3 separate regions of the Gossypium hirsutum genome follow, and all the other regions are linked to region 1. The links are chromatin contacts, called in public Hi-C maps. All regions are on one chromosome and are shown on one strand. Each heading gives the region's core, a stretch centred on a gene start, on an enhancer-like site or on the middle of the called end of the contact. The rest is flanking DNA. Distances are from core to core; before and after follow the strand shown.

Region 1 (3,395 bases), core at 620-3,119:
AATCTCATGGAATTATTTGTCGACAAGGGTTAATATGCAGTAGCATTAGCTCGTCAGTAACACAAACTGCCCTCGGTGCGGTGAAAGTGCTGAAACAATCGACCATATTTTTCGCAAATGTCCTGTCACAGTGGAAGTTTGGTCACTATTAAAAATTCAGAATTTGATTCTGGTTCCTAACATGGATTTTTTATAGTGGATTACCTGGATTTTTGATCTATTTTTTATAGGGCAACAAATAGCAGACTTCATCAACAACTATATTGTTGAACCTAATGGGCTTGAAATAAGAAGGTCAATTAAGGGAAAGGAAACAAGAAAGTGGAGCTACCCACATCGCGAATTCGTTAAAATAAATTTTGATGGTGAGTATGATGCGACTCACCATAAATCTGCCTCAGGGGTTGTGGTCAGAGACGAGGAAAGGCTTGTCCTTCTTTCCTACTCAGAGATCAACCACGGGGTATCTTCCGCATTTGCAGCCGAAGCAATAGCGTGTAGAAAAGCGGTCAAAGTAGGAGTGGGACAACAATGGCCGAAGGTGATAATAGAAAGCGACTCCCTCACGATAATCAAAAAATGCACAACCAAAAGTCAAGATCGTTCACATATAGGAGCTTATATACACGATATACAACAAAACATTAACAGATCGAGAAGCTTCTTTTTCAAACGTACAATAAGATCTGCAAACAACCTTGCGCATGTAATAACAACGGAAACTTTAAGAAGGAAGGAGGAGACGTACCTGGAAATGGGGGTTCCGGTGTATGCTGAGATTCAACAAAGAATGGATCAGAGACGAGAGCCAGATTGATAACAGAGGGGAAACAGAGAAATGAAAGGAAAGTAAAGGAAAGTCGGAGAAATGGTTTTTGAAAGGATAAACTTTCCTAAAAGCTGAATCGTCAAAAGAAAATTGAAAGGTACTCTGATGATACGACGGTTTACAGTATGATCTGACTGGGCATTAATTAGGTTCATCAATCTATAATTTTTGACTGTTTGATAAATATCTAGATATTTTCTAATTAGTTTTTGAGCCTTTTTAGTTTCAGGCCGTGTCTTGTTTAGGTGCTGATTGGTTTTCTCTTTTGCTTTTGGACTTTTACTATGTACTTTTATTTTATTCAGTATACAGCCCAGTCTGAATTCTTTCAAAAAAATTCATTAATATAATTCAGAAAAATAATAAAAATAATATATGTAGAAAATTTTAATATTATAATTTATTAATATATATTATAAATATATTTAATAGTATAATATATTATTTATAAAAATATGATTTATTTCTGAATAACATTATAAATATTATGTCAAAAATAATATTTGAAAATAAATAATTTAACATTTTATATTTAATAATAAAAAAATTATTTAACAATATATTTAGTTTATTAAACTTACAAATAAATATAAAAATCATATTTAAAAATTATTTTATTATATTTAAATATTTAAAAATATTATTAAAAACCTACCATTTTATTTTAATATTACTTTATCTCTTTAGCTTCCATCGCTCCAATCCTTCATTTTGGTTAGTTGTTGACTTCTAGAATTTAAAGGCTCAAAACCCCAATTGCGAGAATGATGTTGAAAAAACCAATTCAAGTTTGATAGAATTTCTCTTGAATTATATGTTATTCATTATTGAGTGAAATAGTCATTCGTTGTCAAAGATTCTAATTCAACTGAATAAGGAATTCATTAAACCAAATTACGAAATAATCATTTCCCTAGAATCGAAATGGGTTGGCTATTCATGCCCACCCAAACGTACTGTCAGTAATAGTGGTATCGTATGATTGAATGGTGAAGTATACATATATAAATAAGTACGGGTGCATCAAATATAAATATTTAACTTTATATATGTGGTAATCTTGAAAAGTATGATTTAAGTTGAGGTAGGAAATGCAAATGCAGAGAAAAGGAAAGGACTAAAAGGAAAAGTTCTTTGTGTGCGCGCTAGTCGGAGAAGAAAAAAACAGTAAAGTAAAACTCACTGACCCTGGTGTCTGACACAGCGAGAAGAAAGGCGAGAGAGAGAGGGGGGGGGGAATCTCCAAGTTCAAATAAGACCAGCATTTTCTTATAGTCGGAGGCGAGCTAGGTTTCAAAGGGAAAAAGGAGAACAAAAATGGAGAAAGGAGGGGAAGATCCTGAGTTTTCATATTCGTATTATAGGAGGAAAGAACGCATTGCATTGGTAGCCATTGTAGTGCTTGCTTCAGTGGCTGTTGCTTCGCTTTTAGTGGCTTTTAGCTACTATTGTTATATTCGTAACAAGGTCCTCTCTAAGCGCTCCAAATCCCACTCTACTGGTACTGTCTACATAATATTTTAAATAAACTACACTATTTTCTTTTCTCTGCTTTCATTTTCTTGTATATTTATGTTGGTTATGATGACGGTGTAGTAGATGTGAATATAGGAAGATTATTGGGGAAAATGCATTCCCTTTGTGTACTATTCATAAGGACTAGTTCATCTTTTGTTCTTCCCTCTTTTTCCTGTCAAAAAAAGGTGGAAAAATATATTTGATTCATCTTGTTCTGTTTCTTATATAGTTCTTTTTACCTTTATTTGGTTTTTTAATTTCGTACCCGCGATGAAGTACTTCCCAAAAGATGGTAAGTTGATTATACCCTTTTGACAATGATTATTTTGGGTCTTTGGGGACTCGGACTTATGATGGTTTGTAGTCAGGGCCTGTAGTATAAGTAATCATCAATAAAGTGAGCTTGTTGCTTTAGCATGACTCGGTTCCTAATGTTCCCTTTTATGCAACTTGATGTATTGCTGGTCTTTTGTCTCTGAAGTGGTTGATTCTAAGGACAAAGCTTGCTGTACCGATCTTGAAGTTGCTACGGACGAAGGGCTTCATGTCTTTACTTTTAAGCAGTTACATTCAGCCACTGGTGGTTTCAGCAAGTCTAATGTGGTTGGCCATGGCGGGTTCGGGTCCGTGTACAGGGGAGTGCTTAGTAATGGCAGAAAAGTTGCTGTGAAGTTAATGGATCAGGCAGGGAAGCAAGGAGAAGAAGAATTTAAAATGGAGGTCTGCTATGAATACTGTTCTAAGTGTACTTTTCTGGTGTTCTGATATCTGTATTTCAAATGTGCCATGCTAACCCGTCGACAATATACATTCTGTTTACCTAATTCTTTATATTTCTTCTGGAAAAAATGGATAAAATGAGTTAATAAAGTGATGATATCATTTATGTTAACTTTCCTTTTATTTTAAGTTGATTTTATACTAATTGATTGACCATACACAATTGTAGGTGGAACTGCTGAAACGTCTACGTTCTCCATATTTGTTGGATTTGATTGGGTATTGCTCAAATAGTAGTCGTAAACTGCTTGTTTATGAGTTTATGGCA
Region 2 (3,395 bases), core at 667-3,166, 380 kb after region 1:
TCACAATGCCAAACAGCCTCTTTAATATCATCTATCAAAAATGGTTCCTCTACTCTCAAAGCCATCTCCCCATTAAGTATTCTGAACTTCAGATCCAATTCCATTTTCCACTTTCTTGCTAGGCAATTAAAATAATTTTTGAAAAAATTGTACAGTCCCTATTTTATCTCCTTAGGTTCCTTGTACCAATGACCCCCAATTTTCAAGCTGTACACCATCTTTATTTTAGCCTTTATTTTAACTGTTCTATGGAAAAAAAGCACAATTAGCATTCCCTTCTTTTAACCATGTCATCCTTGATTTTTGACGCCAAATAAATTCTTTAAATTTAATTGCTTCCCAAAGTTCGACATTCAAATTTTTTAATTCCTTCATTTCTTGCTCGGTCAACATTCTATGTTCGCTAGCTTCATCAATCTCCTTTATCCTATCTTCGCTTTCTATAATTCTTTTTTCCAAAACATTGCTAGCACCCACATTCCATTTCTTGAGAACTCCCTTGAGTTTTACTGCCATTTGCCCTTTTAAACTACCCATTCCCGACCATTCATTCTCAATTAGTCTCCTACAATCTTGCTTTTTAAACCATGCATTAACTAACTTGAAAGGTCTTGGTCCTCAGTCGATTGTTTCATTTACCAACAAAACTAGTATGTGATCCGATATCGTTCTGTTTAGTCCTTGCTGTTGTAAGTCTTTCAATTGAACCAACCATTCTTCCTCTAGTAAAAATCTATCAAGTCTACTACGTCTATTGTCCGGACCAATCCATGTGAACTTTTTCCCCAATAACGGCAAATCTTCCAATTTACATCTATCAATAAAGTCACCAAACTCCTTTGACCCCTTCTTTATGCCCGAACAGATGATTCGTTCACTTCTATTTCTCACCATGTTAAAATCCCCACCTACTATCCATGCATTACTAAATTTACTTCTAAACCCATATAGATCTTCCCAAAGAATTTTTTGATCTGACAGATTGTTAGGAGCATATACATTAATCAATACTGCCTTCATCCTTTCACACACCTACTTTCCTTCAATTACAATAAATTTGTTCCCACTAAACTCCATATTGGTTGTAAACATACCTTTATCCCATATTGTTATCAATCCTCCTTACCTTTCTATTGCAGCTGCAAATTTAAATTCAAAATAGTCATCGCCCCAAAATTTTCTAACTAAATCCATTGACACCATTTCTAACTTAGTTTCTTGAAGGAAGCAGACATTTGCCATAGTCTTTCTCACTAATCTATTGACAGCTTCTATTTTAGCTACAGGCCCCAACCCTTTGATATTCCAGGAGACAAATCTCATATTTCCAATCGAACTAATTAAATAAAGTAAAATCCAGTAAACCAGCCACTCACCAATTATCCTGAATTCCTCCTCCCTCTGTCTTTGATAGCTCCCTATTGCTGCCCTTCAATCCTCATTATCTCTTCGATTACTATCTCCTCATCGCCTTGGACACTAAACCCCAATTTTTTCCCCACCTCCCACGTCTTCTTCGCTTCTTTAACAATGACTTTTCTTCTGTTACTGATGTCTGAGTCCGATAACGATAGGTTTGCTATGCTTTCGTCGTTCCTGGAATCCCCATTTCCCTTTAATTTTCTCATTCCCCTATCTCTCTTCAGCTTTTCTTTTGTTGTGAGCACTGTATCCTGAATCTTCTGCATAAATCTAATTCTCTCATTCAACACTTTCTTATTTCTTTTGTTTTGTCTTATTTGGAAAAGTTCCTCTTCAAGTTCAGATGCTGCAACCCGATCCCTTGGTTCCTCTATTTCTTATAAAAATGTTGAATTTTGATTTAACTTTGGGTTCCCTTCATTGATTGGAATCTGCATTTCTTTCTCATTTAAGTCCATTTCATTGCCCTCAACTATTTGTGTTTCTAGCCCTTTATTCTGATCCAATACCAATACTGAGCCCATAGTAATTAAATCTTCTTGACCCTGATCCGTCAAGGCTTCAATAGCCTCCCCTTTGAAAGCTTTTTCAATAAATAATACAAATGTAATTTCAAAAATAATTTAGATAGAAACATGATGAAGTCGTCAAAATGGGTGGAACATTTGAAAAGTTAAGCTAATTTAATTGACAAGAACATGAAGAAAATGTATTGTAGATAAGATTTTTAAGCAAGAAACGTGAACCAATGCTTCTTGCAGATTTTTTCTTTAATATTATCAGTTTGCCTCAGAGACTTAAGTCTGATATCCATATAAATATGTCTTGTGTCCAAGAGAATCAGAAATGGAGTAAATATGAGACTTGAATATTATATTTTTGTTGCATTCATTTCCCCTTTTTCCATTAAGTTGAAGCTTTCAATTAAGGTGCCAGTAAACTTAGGCTAGATAAAGACTAGCATTGGGAGACGTCTAATATAACTTATAGACTATATATTTGCTCTATGCTTCTTGGTGAAGGCTAGCACATTGACTGAATTATATCAATGACAATGGATAGGTTTTGAATAAAGCAGCCTGGTTCTCTTAGGTTGTATATGTTAATGCTGAAAGATTAGTTCGATAAGTATATGCAATTGTTTTAAAAAATTTTAATTTATTTAAATAATATTACATTATACTTATATTTGAATATTTGTATACGAACAAATACAAATACTCTAGAAAACTTAAAGGTTATATAACATGGTTTCTATAGAAAAACAGATCAAAGCTTTCTAAATTTTTCCTTCCTTCTTCAGCGGTTTAATCAACAAAAAGTGCTCCCCAGAGATGCTTGTTTAACAGCTAACTGTTTAAAAAAAAAATTGTGATATAAATTGATTTGTTGAGCAAACCTTTGAACAACTTGTCAAGAAATAAACAGACTTCAAATCTCTAAAATTTAGATGAAAGTGATGGGGTTTATCAAATCTGACTTAAAATCATAGTTATCTATCTTTTATTTCGTATGCCAAGATTTGTAATTACCCTATTTATAATATTAATTTCAAGATTCTAACTAATATTATCATAAAAAGATGTGAAATTTTGTCTCCTTTTGGCATTAGAGAAATGATTAAAACTGTGTCATAATATGTATTATATAATTAGACATTAAATAAAAAATAATTTATATAAATTTAAACTTGAAATTAGAAAGATAAATAAAAACATTAATAAAAAATAAGATTTTTAAAATATTTTCTTCTCATTTTTTAAAACAAATCATGAGAGTTACCAAAAATAATCTATTGAAATTAATTTATTACTAACTCATATTAAAACATAATAAATAAATAAATAAATATCCTTATGCACAGTGGTGAAGCCGGCGACTGGCAGAGATCCCGATTCACCCTAAAATGATTTTTTTATTTTATTTTAGGTCTCTTTATAATTTATAAAATTTTAAATTGACAATAATAAAAT
Region 3 (3,395 bases), core at 334-2,833, 300 kb before region 1:
ATAGATTATAGTTAATTATATGGTAAAAATATTATGGAAATTTCTATATTAGAAGTTGGATTGCATTTTGCCTTTTCTATTCAATAAATTGGTAAATTAGTCACTATAAATTAAAAAAAGTTTAAATTGACCATTCAGTTAAAAATTCCATCCATACGTGCTATTGAATGATTATTTGAATTTTTTTAAAAGTTTTTTTAATGCAAGTGAGTGAAACTAAAGGATGAGTAGGATTAGACAAAAGTACCATGGAGGCCCTTGTTTGAGGAGTCGGATTACATTTTGCCCCCTCTATTCAAAAAAATGAGCAAATTAGTCTTTGTAATTTAGATCAAAGAGCAACTTGGCCATTCTATTAAAAATTCCATGCATTTCTACTTTTAAGCGATGACGTAACTAGTGAAACAACCGGGTAACGATATTTGGTGTGCCATATTTTATCACATCAACAAATATTTAAAAATTAAAAAAATCTCAAAAATAAATATATTTTAATAATTATTTAAAAAATATCTAAGATGAACCTAGACAAATGGTTGTCCATGTTCATTTGAACATGGACAAAGGTTATCTATATTCATCATGGATGTAGTTTTTTTAAAAAAATTATAATTTTTTATAGCAAATTATTTAAAAACTATTAAAATTTTAATAATTTTATAAAAAAAATATAAATCTAGCTTTTTTACTTCAATAATATAAAATAATAATAATTAATAGCTTAAATAGTATGTCCATGAGATTATTTACCAAAATAGTATGTTTGCTACAGTGTTCTGCTAGTGCCGCTTGACAAATTGGCGGCACATGATTGAAATGTGATGACCTAAAATATTTAGGGACTTAATATGGAAATTTTCCATTTTAATTGATTGCTAAAAAAAGCTTTTAGGGTTAAATTGCTTCATAACCCCTTCTTATTTTCTATTTTCTTTTATTCTCCTTCAACTCAAAAAATAGAGAAGCCTATTACCAGTTAGTCCAAAAAATTTTTTCTACAAAAAAATATTTTTTGTAAAAAATTTGATTCCAACTGAAAATATTTTTTGTAAAAAATTTGATTCCAACTGAAAATAAATTTGATTTATTTATATTAAAAAATATATTTTTTCAAATTATTTTATTCCAGTTAGAATAAAATTTTGAAAAATAATTTAACAAAAAGAATTATTTTTTGAAAAGAAAAGAAAATTTATTTTCAGTTTTAATTGACTTTTTATAAAAATAATTTTTGGTAAAAAAAACTTTTTGGACTAATTGCTAATAAACTTCTGTGTTGACGGGAGCAAAATAAAATAGTAAATAAGAAAAGGTTATGAAGCAATTTAACCTTTTTGAAGGTGTAATAAAAAAATGGAAAAAGTCAAATCATCCATATAAATGAATTTTTTTTAAGAGAAAAAAGTCAATTTCTAATTTTAAAATAATTAAAAAATGTTATAACAGGTGGAACGAAAATGGAGAGGTCTACAATACGTCCCTCTCAACTCTCACCATGAAGCATTAAAGAAAAAGGAGACATATTTTTGGGGATGGGCCCACAATTGGCATTAGTAAACCTTAGTTTTATGGTTTTGAGAGGACGGAACGGACACGCTTCTACCAATAACTAAATAACATGTGATCAAAACTCTCTCCACTTCCCCTGCCTTTCTTCCATTTTCCTTCAACCCAAAGCTTTAAACAATAAAACAAACAAAATATATTGGCTTGGGTGTTTATGATTCCCGACCACACAACGTAATCCATTTAACTTTCCCGCTCAGCAATCATTTAGCTTCTGCTTTCTTCCATCTTCTCTACCTTCAATCCATTGTTTTAAGAGGAAACTGGAAGGGGGATTTCAGATAAAACTCTCTCTCGCCTTCTATACGTATGTTCACTATCTAATTAATTTCCATCAAGGGTTTCTGTTTTGTATTTTTGGGTTTGCTTCTTTTCCTGGGTATTTTATTTTTTTGTCTTGCTTCTGGTTTTAATGTTCTTTGGCTTGCCTGCTAACTTAAACTTATTATCATTTTGGATTAAAATGATCTTTCGTTTTAGTTTAGTGTATGGTATGGCGTCGAATTATGTAATTTTAGCTGAAGCTGTTAATGCTTTAATGGGCTTTTTGTGCTTAAAACAGTAATTTGTTCGCTTCAAATTATTGATTCTAAACTCTGTTGATCTTTCTAGGGTTTGTTATGTATAATTTTTTTTACTATATGTGCCATTTTTACCATTGATTGCATCTATAGAATTGATGTTTCATAGTATACATGTTTCCTGGTATTGGAATCCTGGGTGTTCCTCAAGTGTCTCCCACTTTACCAACTCACATTGCACTGATCATCCATGAATTAGTCAAGGTTTTCAGAACTGGGCCAGTGATCGAACCGGTCATACCACCGGTTCTTGGTCTGACCAGTTTATCAGGTTCAATTGAATAAAAAATTAAAAAATAGGAAAAACAACCGGTTTGTGGGTCAACGAGTCCAACCCCCTTTTTCGACCATTACCCCAGCCAGTTCCCAATCTAACTGGTCTGGTTTAGAAAACAGTGGGATTAGTTTCTATGGACCATAAAACAGACATGAAAGATACCTTGGTTCCACCAAAAAAAGTCTTCTACCTTTTCCTGTGATTCATGTTTTGTGTCTTTTGGTTAAAACTTAACAAGTTTATGCATCTAGTAGAGGCTTGGCAGAATGAAGACCGGAAATTAGGACAATTTGAGTATCAATGAAGATTCCATGATTTTTTCTGTTTTGCTTACCTTTTAAATTATAAATTTTGGCTCAACTTTGATGTTGTTTGAGCATGAGAGGAGACCACATGGTGGCCTCCGAAGAGACTAATGTAAGTTATATAAGATTCAGACAGTGATTTTTTGTATGTCTTGGCGTTAAATGATTTTTTTTTTTTAAATGTAGTAGTATAAGGCCTTGTTCATTCAAATAGGTCACCTAGGTGAGCAATTAGATTAAGGGCCTTCTCCGATTAACTCTTTCCTTTTTGTCAGAGTTGGCATCATTTGAATGCAATTACTAAATCTAATTATACTAATTTAAGTTATTTAGCATTTCCCTGTTGGGCTATGATATGCGTGTGTGTCTAAACTGAGCTTCCTAAAATGTTGGTTCTGTTCTTGTAAGAGATTAGTAATTTAAATCTACTTATGTTCAGATAAGTGTTTAGAGGTAATTGCAAACAGAAGACAGTGGAAGAAATCCAACTGCTGTTCTGCTAAGGTTGATTGATGGTCATTATGGATTTAAAAGGAATAACTTGGGTTGGTCATGTATATCAGAAATTTGAAGCCATGTGCCTAGAGGCAGAAGAAATTATGTACCAGGTATGCTCCATTCGATAATCTTTCTCTTGTATCTTCCCCAACCTTTTTCATGTCCAAA

The links. Hi-C and Micro-C count contacts between places; a contact is called where the count stands out from the background.
Region 2: a Hi-C map of leaf shows a contact between it and region 1, with 4 times the contacts expected there. The contact joins the enhancer-like site here to the promoter of LOC107896881 in region 1. A contact is called at or near these places in 7 of 34 Hi-C or Micro-C datasets (callus, hypocotyl, leaf and 2 more).
Region 3: a Hi-C map of leaf shows a contact between it and region 1, with 2.2 times the contacts expected there. The contact joins the promoter of LOC107896858 here to the promoter of LOC107896881 in region 1. A contact is called at or near these places in 8 of 34 Hi-C or Micro-C datasets (hypocotyl, leaf, petal and 1 more).

Annotation. Positions count from the first base shown.
Region 1 is chrA10:89,075,265-89,078,659 of Gossypium_hirsutum_v2.1, forward strand. It overlaps LOC107896881 (probable serine/threonine-protein kinase PBL7), which reads left to right and starts at 1,870. Exons shown (of 6, transcript XM_016822178.2): 1 at 1,870-2,330; 2 at 2,829-3,067; 3 at 3,297-3,395. The coding sequence starts at 2,147. LOC107896880 (a long non-coding RNA gene) reads right to left here and starts at 1,140. Exons shown (of 2, transcript XR_005903348.1): 1 at 386-1,140; 2 at 1-122.
Region 2 is chrA10:89,452,050-89,455,444 of Gossypium_hirsutum_v2.1, forward strand. No RefSeq gene overlaps it. Among protein-coding and RNA genes, the nearest start is that of LOC121208361, 5.3 kb to the right of the region's middle. Within about 2 kb of position 1,917, at least 5 of the 9 cell types and tissues checked have an H3K27ac peak or open chromatin away from gene starts, as enhancers often do. A contact at or near this core is called in leaf, where this site is marked.
Region 3 is chrA10:88,770,619-88,774,013 of Gossypium_hirsutum_v2.1, forward strand. It overlaps LOC107896858, which reads left to right and starts at 1,584. Exons shown (of 5, transcript XM_016822153.2): 1 at 1,584-1,873; 2 at 3,169-3,337. The coding sequence starts at 3,242.